3 separate regions of the Pan troglodytes genome follow, and regions 1 and 2 are each linked to region 3. The links are chromatin contacts, called in public HiChIP or PLAC-seq maps. All regions are on one chromosome and are shown on one strand. The core of a region is the stretch at or near the end of the contact, and the rest is flanking DNA. Distances in the headings are between cores, read along the strand shown.

Region 1 (4,415 bases), core at 1,493-3,992, 150 kb before region 3:
ATTCTTCCCTTCAAGGAACTTAGAGTCTAATGGGAAAGGCAGGTTATGTCCACAAATAACTACACCTCAAAGTAGAAAATGATGATTTTTGTAAATAAGGGCCAGTTAGAGATTAATTTATTCATATAACACGTACTGAGAGCTGCTGTGTGCTGGGCCCTGTGCCAAGCACTGGGTATAATTCAAAGATAAATATGGCACAGTCTAGTCATAATCTAATGGGAGAGACAGGTATGTAAAGAAATTATTATAGTTATAAGGAATTAAGTTATGATTTTAAAATATGACAAAATACAGAGTGGAAGAAACAAACTGTGTTGGGATAGGGGGCAGAGGCAGAGACTGAATAAACTTTCAGCTGCCAAAAAATGTAAAAGAGCACAGAAAATGTGTGATGGCAGCTCAGGGGGAGTGTGCATTTTCTGGAGGATGCAAGAAGGCTTCATGGAGGAGGTGGCACGTGGGTTGGCACTTGTTTGATGGGTAGCTTTTAGTAGAGGGTTGAACCAGAAAGAGCCTGGAGGCCTAGAAGCCAGTTATAGGGGAGAATCATAGCGAGGCAAGCAATGAGGAGGACAGGGCAGTGATGGAGGTGGTGAGGAGGGAGTGAAGGGAGGGATGCCAGAGAGGACTGGTTCAGTGGGAACAAGCCTGTTTTTAATTTTTTTATTTTATTAATATTATTTATTTACTTATTTTGTGTGTGTGTGATGGACTCTAGCTCTGTCACCTAGGCTGGAGTGCAGTGGTGCGATCTCGGCTCACTGCAACCTTTGCCTCCACACCCGGCTAATTTTTTGTATTTTTGGTAGAGATGCCTGCAATCCCAGCACTTTGAGAGGCCAAGGTGGGTGGATCACTTGAGGTCAGGAGCTCGAGACCAGACTGGCCAACATGGTGAAACTCCGTCTCTACTAAAAATACAAAAAATAGATAGGCATGGTGGTGTGCACCTGTAGTCCCAGCTACTCGAGAGGCTAAGGCAGGAGAATCGTTTGAACCCAGGAGGTGGAGATTATAGTGAGCCAAGATCGCACCACTGCACTCCAGCCTAGGTGACAGAGTGAGACTCTGTCTCAAAAAAAAAAAAAAAAAAAAAAGAAGGAAGCCTATCTGACTATTGCTTCTCCCCCGCCATCCTTCTTACAGCGTGACAAGTGTTGTTGTAGAGAAATGTACAGAAGGGGTAATTGGCTCTGTCTGGAGACGAGGAAAGGCTTCCCGAAGGAGGTAAATTTTCAGCTAAACTTCTCAGGATGTGGAGTGCTTCCTCCAGTTGTGGGAGAGAGAGAGGAGGATATTTCAGGTGAAGCGAACAGCTTTCCCCGCTGACCCTGTGTTAAGTTGCCCAGGGGCTCTACGGCGAAGGTTCCCCAGAGGAAGGGATCTTCCATACTTCAATGAGGCACTTTAAGAAACCCTTGAGTTCAGCTGGAATTCAGACCTTCCAGAGCTACCAGAAAAACATCATGTGGGAAATTGGTGGCTCACGCCTGTAATCCCAGCACTTTGGGAGGCCGAGGCGGGCAGATCACGAGGTCAGGAGATCGCGACCATCCTGGCTAACATGGTGAAACCCCATCTCTACTACAAACATAAAAAATCAGCCAGGTGTGGTGGCAGGGGCCTGTAGTCCCAGCTACTGGGGAGGCTGAGGCAGGGGAATGGCGTGAACCTGGGAGGCAGAGATTGCAGTGAGCTGAGATCATGCCACTGCACTCGACAGAGCGAGACTCCGTCTCAAAAAAAAAAAAAAAAAAAAAAAAAAAGCGTCATGTGGGAAATGGCTTTTCCAGCCTCCTGTAGGGGCCGCTGCTGCCCCAGACTCTGCCAGTCTTTTCTAAGAAAACTCAGAGGACGTCTCTGCCGGGGTGGTGGTGGGGTACACCCTGGACCTGCCGCCATCCAAGGAGTGAACTTAAGGGCGGCAGTGCCCCCAAGCCTGAAGAATATGCACTCAGTCAATGGGATTTGGGGGTAGGGAGGGGGTGTAGTGGGCACTGATATTTTTCAGTCTCTGGGTCACCACAAGTTTATTAAAATAAAAGAAAATGTGGGTAAATGCTGCCATCTGTGCTGTCCCTACTCCCAATACACACACACAGGCACACACACACACAGACACACATAAACACACACACACACACACACACACGCATAACAAATCAGGTCCCAGACTAGATGCAGGAGTTGAAACTGCTTTAAAAACACTCTAAGGACTTAACTACAAACCCACACTCCCCATGCTTCTGGGGCTTAAGATCTTTGAGCTCATTCTTCAGCATCTCTCCTCGGGAAAGTGGGGTGGGCTGCTCCATGAGGTGGAGGTGAAGACCCCTGAGTCTGCCCCGTGGAGGGGGAGGCCCCCTAAGCCTAGAGTCCCGCTGCGGGGCTCCGTGCCAGGAGCCCCCGTGAGCCATGGCCTCGAAAGGGCAGTGGTGATTTTTTTCACATAAATATATCGCACTTAAATGAGTTTAGACAGCATGACATCAGAGAGTAATTAAATTGGTTTGGGTTGGAATTCCGTTTCCAATTCCTGAGTTCAGGTTTGTAAAAGATTTTTCTGAGCACCTGCAGGCCTGTGAGTGTGTGTGTGTGTGTGTGTGTGAAGTATTTTCACTGGAAAGGATTCAAAACTAGGGGGAAAAAAAAACTGGAGCACACAGGCAGCATTACGCCATTCTTCCTTCTTGGAAAAATCCCTCAGCCTTATACAAGCCTCCTTCAAGCCCTCAGTCAGTTGTGCAGGAGAAAGGGGGCGGTCGGCTTTCTCCTTTCAAGAACGAGTTATTTTCAGCTGCTGACTGGAGACGGTGCACGTCTGGATACGAGAGCATTTCCACTATGGGACTGGATACAAACACACACCCGGCAGACTTCAAGAGTCTCAGACTGAGGAGAAAGCCTTTCCTTCTGCTGCTACTGCTGCTGCCGCTGCTTTTGAAAGTCCACTCCTTTCATGGTTTTTCCTGCCAAACCAGAGGCACCTTCGCTGCTGCCGCTGTTCTCTTTGGTGTCATTCAGCGGCTGGCCAGAGGATGAGACTCCCCAAACTCCTCACTTTATTGCTTTGGTACCTGGCTTGGCTGGACCTGGAATTCATCTGCACTGTGTTGGGTGCCCCTGACTTGGGCCAGAGACCCCAGGGGACCAGGCCAGGATTGGCCAAAGCAGAGGCCAAGGAGAGGCCCCCCCTGGCCCGGAACGTCTTCAGGCCAGGGGGTCACAGCTATGGTGGGGGGGCCACCAATGCCAATGCCAGGGCAAAGGGAGGCACCGGGCAGAAAGGAGGCCTGACACAGCCCAAGAAGGATGAACCCAAAAAGCTGCCCCCCAGACCGGGCGGCCCTGAACCCAAGCCAGGACACCCTCCCCAAACAAGGCAGGCTACAGCCCGGACTGTGACCCCAAAAGGACAGCTTCCCGGAGGCAAGGCACCCCCAAAAGCAGGATCTGTCCCCAGCTCCTTCCTGCTGAAGAAGGCCAGGGAGCCCGGGCCCCCACGAGAGCCCAAGGAGCCGTTTCGCCCACCCCCCATCACACCCCACGAGTACATGCTCTCGCTGTACAGGACGCTGTCCGATGCTGACAGAAAGGGAGGCAACAGCAGCGTGAAGTTGGAGGCTGGCCTGGCCAACACCATCACCAGCTTTATTGACAAAGGGCAAGGTGAGGGGGTGGGGTGGCAGGGGCACGGCTCAGAGGGAGGGGCATCTGCATGAATGGAGGGGCTTTCAAAGCCCTGGCACTGCCCTGGTGGGAGACACTGTGTGCATCTGGCCCGGGGTGGGTGTCTGGGGACACTGACACATATCTCACACATAGCAGATCCTAGGCTGCCCACACATCAGGGCTGGAGGGCACCTAGGAAGCACCAGGTCCAACGCCTGCAAGGTGCAGAGTGGGCACTAAAGCCTAGAGAGAAGACAAGACCTGCCAGTTCGTGGCAGAGTTGGAGACCAGATTCCGAGACTTGATTACTCAGTTGTGCATCTGTATCTGCTGGGCTGGCCGAACTTTCCAAGCTCCAGAGGTTTGTAGGTGGTCTCAGACAGCAGAGAAAGAAATGAATCTTGAGGTCCCCATGCTTCTGCAACTTTGCCCTCAGGCAAGGGGCTAGAGGAGGCAAGAGAGGTGCACACAGTAAATGGGGCATCTTGGAGTCATGGAATGATGTTCAGATACATGGGGAGGGAGCAGACCCAGGGCCTAACTCGCAGTATGACCTTGGGAAAGCTCCTTCTCACTTGGGGTCTCCGTTTTCCCATCTGTACACCTATATGGGGTTGGACAGGGTGGTTTCTGAGAGCCCTTCCAACATGAAAACTTTAGGTCCTGTCCTGAACATGCCTCATTCTCCTCATTAACTCCAGAGACTACCTGCTCCCCTCTGTCTCTCTCGGCCCACCTAA
Region 2 (4,676 bases), core at 536-3,035, 140 kb after region 3:
TGAAGGCACGGGCACATACTGGAGTGATACAACCATAAGCCAAGGAATGCCAGCAGTCAGGAGAATCTAGAGAGGCAAGGAAGGGATTATCCCTTAGAGCCTTTGGAGTGGGTGTGGCCCTGTCAATAACTTAATTTTAGCCCAGTGAAATTGATTTCAGGCTCCTGACCTCCCAAACTGCGAGAGAATAAATTTCTGTTGCTTTAAGCCACTTGGTTTGTGGTAATTTGTTGCAGGAATCACAGGAAACGAATACAGTGCTCCTGTGTTGTTATCCAGGTCTCAGCTTACTGTCATCTCCTTTCCCTTCCATTTGGAAGCCCCAAGAAGAGTTTTTGTTTGTTTGTTTGTTTGTTTTGTTTTTTTTTTTTTGAGGCAGAGTATCGCTCTGTCTCCCAGGCTGGAGTGCAGTGGCCTGATCTTGATCTCGGCTCACTACAACCTCTACAACCTCCACCTCCCGGGTTCAAGCGATTCTCCTGCCTCAGCCTCCTGAGTAGCTGGGACTACAGGCGTCTGCCACCACTCCCGGCCAATTTTTGTATTTTTAGTAGAGACAGGGTTTCACCATATTGGCCAGGTTGGTCTTGAACTCCTGACCTTGTGATCCGCCCACCTTGGCCTCCCAAAGTGCTGGGATTACAGGCGTGAGCCACCGCGCCCGGCCAAGAAGAGTTTCTAAAAACATCCCAGGCTGGGTACGGTGGCTTATGCCTGTAATCCCAGCACTTTGGGAGGCCGAGGTGGGTGGATCACCTGAGGTCAGGAGTTCGAGACCAGCCTGGCCAACATGGCGAAACCCCTTCTCTACTAAAAATATAAAAATTAGCTGGGCGCAGTGGCAGGCGCCTGTAATCCCAGCTACTCAGGAAGCTGAGGCAGGAGAATCACTTGAACCCAGAAGGCGGAGGTTGCAGTGAGCTGAGATAGCACCACTCCAGCCTGGGTGACAAGAATGAAACTCCATCTCAATAAATAAATAAATAAATAAATAAATAAATACATCCTAATATTTACTGAGTGTCTCTTCTGCCAGACACTATGCCAGGCACTTTACATGCAATAGCTCACCAAATCCTCACAATCCTATTAACTAGGTACTAATATTATTCCTATTGTACAGATGAGATAACTGAGGCTCAGAGAAAAACTGGCAGGGTCACATCCTAACAGGTGATGAAGCTCGTACTCCAACTCAGGTCTGCCCAAATATAAAGCCCATACTTTTAGCCTCTAGGCTATATCACCTCAATCTCTCTGGGTTGTCAGGGATTTAATTCTGTCAACGGATAGCATTTTGAGACACTTACTTGGGGGATGTTTTCAGGGATGTGGGACCAAAGGAGACAAAGCCTGGCTGCACTCTGGCTCAACAAACTGAGCTATCACTTCCATCTGACTTTTTCAGCAAATAGGAGATAGCCAATCCTAGAATCATAGAAAGCTCGACCGAAAAGGATCTCAAAGATCCATTTGTTCAAACTCCTCATTATTTATAGACAAGGATGCTAGCCCCAGAGAAGGAGAGGGTCACATACACTGGTTATAGATGAGTGACAGAGTTGTAATTAACTGGATCCTAGATCTGACTTCAAATCCAGGGTTGGTTCTACCGCATGTCACACTGACCAAAGTCATGGGTGTTGCTGTGGTCTAAGGTGCTGACCAAATTTTAGAAACTTGGGAATAAGGGAAATGGAGAAATGGATCATAAACCTCCTGAAAGCTATAGTGCCCTAGGGTAGTCATTCATCTTTTTTTTTTTTTTTTTTTTTTTTGATATGGAGTTTTGCTGTTTTGCCCAGGCTGGAGTGGAGTGGCGCGATCCTCGCTCACTGCAACCTCCGCCTTCCGGTTTCAAGCGATTCTCCGGCCTCAGCCTTCCGAGTAGCTGGGATTACAGGCACCCGCCACCACCCCTGGCTAATTTTTGTATTTTTAGTAAAGACGGGGTTTCACCATGTTGGCCAGGTTGGTCTCTATCTCTTAACCTGAGGTGATCCATGCACCTCAGCCTCCCAAAATGTTGGGATTACAGGCGTGAGCCACCGCGCCCAACCAGAGTATTCATTCTTACCTAAGACATTCTACAGGGCTGATGGGGTAAGCTTCCGGTTTGAGATGGAGACTGAAGGGACCATGATTGTGTAACCACATCCCAAATTGGGAGGAGAGAAATGTCATGAATTCCTAGAACTGACGGGATTTCAGGAAACCTCAAGAGTGACAGCATCGGAAAATGCAAGAGGTTTAAAAAAAAAAAAATTGAAGTTTTGGACAAATAAATGTGAGTTGTATCTTATACAATCAACAAGTAACTGGTTTGGGAAACTCAATATCCCTAAATAAGGGAGCAGACCACCCCTCATATTGTCTTATGCCCAATTTCTGCCTCAAAGAAAATGCAGGAGTTAAAAGAAAGACAGAAGTGAAATCAGTAGTCAGACAGCCCCGCGCTGCATTCCAGGCCTGGTAATTAAAGATCGACCCCTGACCTAACCGGTTATATTATCTATAGATTCCAGACATTGTATGGAAAAGCATTGTGAAAATCCCTATCCTGTTCTGTTCCGTTCTGATTACCGGTGCACCGGTAATCAGTCACGTACCCCCTGCTTGCTCAATCAATCACGACCCTCTCACGCGGACCCCCTTAGAGTTGTAAGCTCTTAAAAGGGACAGGAATTGCTCACTCGGGGAGCTCCGTTTTTGAGAAGTGAGTCAGCTGACGCTCCCGGCCGAATAAAGCTCCTTCCTTCTTTAACCCGGTGTCTGAGGAGTTTTGTCTGCGGCTCGTCCTGCTAGATAATAATAGTAAAGGCTGAACATTTCTCATGCTTACCCTGCCTTCATACTTAATAAGGTTGTTGAAAAAAATGAGAGAATGCATTTTAAATGCTCCGTACAGTACTAGTACACAATAAGTGCTCAATACATGCTAGCTGTTATTATTAAAACATTAATTAATAACAGTAGTAACAACAGCCACTGACTTTAAGACACGTTGATCAGTGTTGCGGAAACCGTATATCCGAAGTTGCTCTTCGGCCGCGTTTCACTGCCCATTGCATTCTGGGGCTTGTAGTCCGGAAGTGAGAGGCTGATTTCTCAGCGCGCAGGCGCAGTGGCGCGGATCCCCGGAAGAACCCGCAGCAGCTCCCAGGATGAGCTGGTTGCAGTGGCTGCTGCTGCTGCGGGGGCGCTGAGAGGACACGAGCTCTATGCCTTTCCGGCTGCTCATCCCGCTTGGCCTCCTGTGCGCGCTGCTGCCTCTGCACCATGGTGCGCCAGGTCCCGACGGCTCCGCGCCAGATCCCGCCCACTACAGGTGAAGGAGGCCAGGTTCCCGCCCTTTCGCAGTTGGGGAATGGGAAGCGCGAACCGGGTCCTTTCCCTTTCCGTCCATCCCAGACCCCGACTTGCTCCGACCCAGCCGCTAGGTCCCAGGGAGAAATCAGCTAGTGATTCCCACTTTCCGCCCTGTATCTTGTTCTTCCCCCGCTTGTTGTTGTGTTCTTGCCCCATGCCTGATTTCTCGTCCCCCACCCAGGGAGCGAGTCAAGGCCATGTTCTACCACGCCTACGACAGCTACCTGGAGAATGCCTTTCCCTTCGATGAGCTGCGACCTCTCACCTGTGACGGGCACGACACCTGGGGCAGGTAGTGCGAGCGGAGGGGCAAGGGGCGGCCAGGGTCTGACTCTCTGGGCCTCGGCGGGCGGGTCAGCTGGGGCTGGTGGCTTCATGGTCTCCTCACCGGCACCAGAAAGCTCCCAGCTGAGCTAGAGCCGCGCTCCCCGCAATTCTTACTATCACCTCCAGGATCCACTTAGCCTCTCGCAGTGAAAAAAAAGTCCTGGATTAGCCGGGTGGGCTGGATCGCTGGGCTCAGCCCCAGCAGTAACAGGCATCAGCTGTGGGGACATAGGCAATTTCTGGAGTAACAAGATACCGTGGAAGGGCTCCAAGAATTAGAAAACCCACCCCTTTCATTATGTAGGTGGGCATTCAGATCCAGGAAGGAGTGTGACACTCCTAAAACTTAAGTCTTTGTAGTTGGTGTGCCCCGTGCCTGAAATACACTCTCCCCGTTTTCCTCCCATCACTGGCTGCTGCTTGTCATTCAGATCTCAGCTCAGTATCTTAATACCCCTATGAGTTAGGTGCCATTATCCCTGTTTTACACACGAATGTGCTAAGGTCGGGAGAAATTAAGTAAACTCAAAACTTGTGATGGTTTTTATTTTTTTAAGTTGAAACAAAGTAAATACAAATGGCAAATTCAAGTGGTAAAAAATTATATACAATAAATATCTCCCATACCCTAGAATTCCAACTATTAACTTTCCTTTGTATCTGTCCAGAAATATTCTTGGTTTATACCATTATATATATAGATGTGTGTATGTGTATCTTTTTAAAATGAACTTCTTAAAGGCATAATTTACGTATAATAAAATACACTCTTTTTTTTTTTTGAGATGGAGTTTCGCTCTTGTTACCCAGGCTGGAGTGCAATGGCGTGATCTTGGCTCACTACAACCTCCGCCTCCTGGCTTCAAGCGATTCTCCTGCCTCAGCCTCCCAAGTAGTTGGGATTACAGGAGCCCACCACCACACCCGGCTAATTTTTTTGTGGAGACCGGGTTTTGTCATTTGGCCAGGCTGGTCTTGAA
Region 3 (4,392 bases), core at 128-2,627:
CCCCAAGCCAGGCCGACAGCCAGCTGGATCTCCTGTCCCGAGCCCTGGGTACTGGGGGTGCCCCTGAGTTGGGTTCCCTCAGACCTGGTGATCGGGCCCTGGAGGACAGGAGGCTGTCCCTAAACCAAAGCCATGGCCAATCAGACCTCCTGATGCAGTACCCCAAGGCCCAGGGCTCCAGAGTGCCCCTTGAAACCAACTCCTCAGCCAGACCTGCCAGACAGGCACCAGATGAGCGGCGGCAGACCCTGGGGCACAGCCAGCTGGACCTCATCACAAAGTTCGGCCCATTCCGTGGTGAGGGGCCTGGGCCCAATGGTCTCCCGATATCAAGCCCTGCTCGCACGGCTGGAGCTGGGTCTGGGGATGAGAAACGGCTAACTCTGGGCCACAGCAAGCTGGACCTCATCACCAAGTATCATCAGTTGCACAGGGCCAGGCAGGGAACTGAGCCTGGGGGTCCCAAGGGTGGCCATCTCAATGGTGGTAACAGTGACCTGGTCAGGGATGAGAAACGGCTGACCCTGGGTCACAGCAAACTGGACCTCATCACTAAGTACAACAAGTCCAAGTTCAAGCAGCTCCGAAGCCGCTTTGAGTCCTAGCCAAAGGACTGGCTTCAGGGGTGCACTGGCAAGGGCAGGCCCCTCCTCTGTCCACCGAGACTCTGGACTTGCTCAGGTCCCAGATTGGGGAAGGGAGGTGTCTAGAAACCCAGGTCAGACACACTCTCTGGGCTGAAGATTCTTGTGTATACACACACACACACACACACACCCCAACCAGTATCTTCTTGAATCTAGGCTGTGTTTCCAGCCCTGTGCTGGGCCTGTAGAGCTGACAGGTGGGTCACACTCAGACCTGGGGACAGAGGTGAAATGCACAAGCTGCTGGAGAAGGGGTCAGAGCCATATCAAGTTAAAGGTTAACCAGTTACAGAGGGTGTTAGAAAACAAAGGGCAGAGAGTCCTGGAGAAGGTGGAGTAGTCAGAAAACTTTCTTAGAGGAGATGGAGGTGGCCTTTGAGCCAGGCCCTGAAGGATGGGGAGGTTTTGGACAGAGGGAGGAGAGAGTTAGAAAAATTTTTGGTAGAGGGAATCAGGTGAAGAGATGCCCTAAAGAGGACTGAGTGGGTCTGAGGTGAACGAGTGAGGAACAGCAGAGTATGTGGATACCCGGAAACACACACACACATCATCATCATTATCATCATCATCATTGTCGTCGTCATCATCTTGCTGAGTCATCATCATCATCATCATCATCGTCGTCGTCATCTTGCTGAGTGTCTCTTGAAGTACAGGCTGTGACAGGTTGTGGGCCATTTTCCTGAACTCACCACTTACCCGGGATAGTAAACATGATACACATCAATAAAGGCAGACTTTATTGTGACTCACAGTGCCTGGTGTATCCTGAACTTTGAGGAGTTATGGGAGGGACACGTTGGGGGAATGGGAAGGGCACCATTCAGGCCAATTATGGGGAAACCCCTGGAGGAGGGTGAATGCCGAAGGAGGAATTGGGGGAGTCCAGGGGCTCCAAGTTACCACTGTGACATTTTGAGAGAACCCGGGGCTTTTGCAGATTCTACAAAATGTGGGCCAAGTTCATCCTGTCCAAGTGTGCAGCAGGGCCCTTGGCCCCCATCACTATCCTGGGGACAGAAGTTGGCTGCTGAGTGAGTGTTAGAGGCCGTGCGAGAGGTACATCGTGGAAGCCAACCAGCACCCACATCCTTGCCCACCCTGGACCCCTTTCCAGCCTTTTCCTGAGCCCCTGCTTCCTCAGTCCTCCCCTCTCTCCAGCACCTGCAGCCTGGCTGCCTTTCCCTCTCTGGCTGCGCTCTTTCTCCAGCTTCGGTCTGGCCGCACTTCTGCCTCCTGGAACTCTCTCCATGGGTAGCCTCTTCTAGTCCACCCGTCTTCAGCCCCTCATCTCATTCGTCAGCACTCCACTCCCCTGCTGGGCTCCAGACATGGACTTCTGTCCCTCAAGGCACAGCTGGACTCATCCCTCTCCCCAAACCTGCCCTTCCTCCGGCTTCATTTCGATCAATACCTCCATCATCAACCCTTCCGCGAGACACTCCTGGCCCCTCCTCTCCCTCATGCCTCACAACCGACCAGCCGGAGGTCTATGTCGATGACAGCTCCTGAATGAATAATGAATGAATGAACGCGAGCAGGCTAGGGGTGGGGCCAGGTGGGGTCGCGCCCAGACCGCTCGCGACCATAGAGTCCGCCGGAGGCCGGAGGTAGAGGGGCTGGATGCGTGGCGGGGAGCGCCGGGCTCTCCCGGAAGTCTCCCTGGACGGAAGTGGAAACGGAAACCTTTTTAGGGAGTCCAAGGTACAGTCGCCGCGTGCGCAGCTTGTTACTGGTTACTTGGTAAGCTGGTGTGAGGGGAACCTGGGAGGGTCAGCTCCGGTCCTGGGTCGGGAGGGGTGGGGGCCAGAGGATTCAGGGCCGGAGGTTCTGGTGGGGGCCCAGTGGGCGGGACCCGAGGACGGAGGGACCGGGAGGCCGAGAGGGGCGGGGTCGCGGCGGGGCCTGAGGGGCGGAGGCCGGGATACTTGGGAAAGGATCCGCCGGCCTTGAACTCCCGGCTCCGCCGCCCCTAGGCCTCATGGCGGTCCGAGCGTCGTTCGAGAACAACTGTGAGATCGGCTGCTTTGCCAAGCTCACCAACACCTACTGTCTGGTGGCGATCGGAGGCTCAGAGAACTTCTACAGGTGCGGCGGGAGCCCCGGGGCTTACGGTGGCGGGGAGGCGTGCGCAGGAGTCAAGAGCTCCGGCAGTGGGAGGGTGCCGGCCCCTCTGCCCCGCCACCACCGAGTCCATGTCCCTACAGTGTGTTCGAGGGCGAGCTCTCCGATACCATCCCCGTGGTGCACGCGTCTATCGCCGGCTGCCGCATCATCGGGCGCATGTGTGTGGGTAAGGCAGGTGGAGGACGCCGAGGGAGGGAGTGGTCTCCAAGCACCATTAATTACACCCCCGGAGGGAACCCGGAGTGACCTAGGGATTCCCAGGGTATCATCTATTATCTCTGGGCACTATAGAATCTCTCAGGCCAAGCGTCAGGAGATCGGGGCAACCCTCTAGCAAAGGCTGCTGGATAATAGTAATAACAAATAATGTAAAGTGCTTTCACTCCTGTTCTCATTCCTTCTTCACAAAGACACTAGAAGGTAGGAGTTACTGGCCTAACTTGACTGATGAGGAAGTTGAGACTTGACCTAAGTGACTCAGTAAGTTCCACACCTAGTTCCTAGCGTTGGAGAAGGATTTTTCTCTTTTTTTTTTTTTTGAGGCCAGATTTTTGCTCTTTCGCCCAGGCTGGAGTGCAGTGGCAAGATCACAGCTGTCTGCATCCTCAACTTCTTAGGCTCAAGTGATCCTCCCACCTCAGCCTACCAGGTAGCTAGGGCCACAGGCACGTGCCACCACACCTGGCTAATTTTTACATTTTTGGTAGAGACGCGGCCTCCCTGTGTTGCCCAGCCTGGCCTTGATCTCCTGGGCTCAAGTTATCTTCTTACCTTGGTCTCTTAAAGTGTTGGGATTATAGGCGAGAACCACTATACCCAGCCGAGGATTTGTATCTCATCTCTCCCTGCCACTGACTGGGCAAGGTGCTTTCTCTTTCTAAGCATCCATTTCTGTCTCTGTAAAGATTAGCTAAGATATGCGGTCATCCTGCTCAGTTACGTTGGAATCTTAAATTCCCCTTACCACATCTCTACCCTACCTTCCTACCTGTCAGCACTGTTAATTCTGGTCGTTGGTCCTTTCCTTTTTATTATTATTATTTTTTTTTTTTGAGATGGAGTTTTCGCTCTTGTTGCCCAGGCTGGAGTGCAATGGCACGATCTTGGCTCACTGCAACACTCCCTTCAAGTGATTCTCCTGCCTCAGCCTCCCAGGTAGCTGGGATTACAGGCGCATCCTGCCACACCCGGCTAATTTTTTTGTATTTTTAGTAGAGATGGAGTTTCACCATGTTGGCCAGGCTGGTCTTGAACTCCTGACCTCAGGTGATCCTCCCACCTCGGCCTCCCAAAGTGCTGGGATTACAGGCGTGAGCCACTGTGCCCGGCCGGTCCTTTCATTAAGCTGGATCTGTCTTCCATTACTGCTGCCCATTGTTTCTTAGTTCTGCTCATTGAGGTCACTTTTAGAAGTCTGTTTATTTTATTTTTTTACTTTTACTTTAATTTTTAAAATCTTAAGCCTGCTTGGGAGGTCGAGGCAGGTGGATCACCTGAGGTCAGCAGTTCGAGACTAACCTGACCAACATGGAGAAACCCCGTCTCTACTAAAAATACAGAAATTAGCCGGGTGTGGTGGCGCATACCTATAATCCCAGCTACTTGGGAGGCTGAGGCG

Evidence for each region. HiChIP or PLAC-seq counts read pairs in DNA pulled down with a chosen protein or histone mark.
Region 1: a contact with region 3 is called in an H3K4me3 HiChIP or PLAC-seq map of stem cell-derived excitatory neurons, with 14 times the contacts expected there. The contact joins the promoter of GDF5 here to the promoter of EIF6 in region 3. A contact is called at or near these places in 2 of 7 Hi-C or Micro-C datasets (blood and stem cell-derived neural progenitor cells), 1 of 1 datasets of contacts at active chromatin or transcription factors (stem cell-derived excitatory neurons) and 1 of 1 other capture datasets (stem cell-derived neural stem cells).
Region 2: an H3K4me3 HiChIP or PLAC-seq map of stem cell-derived excitatory neurons shows a contact between it and region 3, with 2.8 times the contacts expected there. The contact joins the promoter of EDEM2 here to the promoter of EIF6 in region 3. A contact is called at or near these places in 1 of 7 Hi-C or Micro-C datasets (stem cell-derived neural progenitor cells) and 1 of 1 datasets of contacts at active chromatin or transcription factors (stem cell-derived excitatory neurons).

The regions. Positions count from the first base shown.
Region 1 is chr21:41,670,943-41,675,357 of NHGRI_mPanTro3-v2.0_pri, reverse strand. GDF5 (growth differentiation factor 5) reads left to right here and starts at 2,742. Exons shown (of 2, transcript XM_530287.8): 1 at 2,742-3,672. The coding sequence starts at 3,042.
Region 2 is chr21:41,382,107-41,386,782 of NHGRI_mPanTro3-v2.0_pri, reverse strand. It overlaps EDEM2 (ER degradation enhancing alpha-mannosidase like protein 2), which reads left to right and starts at 1,785. Exons shown (of 11, transcript XM_514601.5): 1 at 1,785-3,328; 2 at 3,551-3,661. The coding sequence starts at 3,222.
Region 3 is chr21:41,518,589-41,522,980 of NHGRI_mPanTro3-v2.0_pri, reverse strand. It overlaps EIF6 (eukaryotic translation initiation factor 6), which reads left to right and starts at 1,377. Exons shown (of 7, transcript XM_001164516.7): 1 at 1,377-2,390; 2 at 2,624-2,735; 3 at 2,855-2,940. The coding sequence starts at 2,629. FAM83C (family with sequence similarity 83 member C) reads left to right here. Exons shown (of 4, transcript XM_001162969.6): 4 at 1-1,395. The coding sequence ends at 605.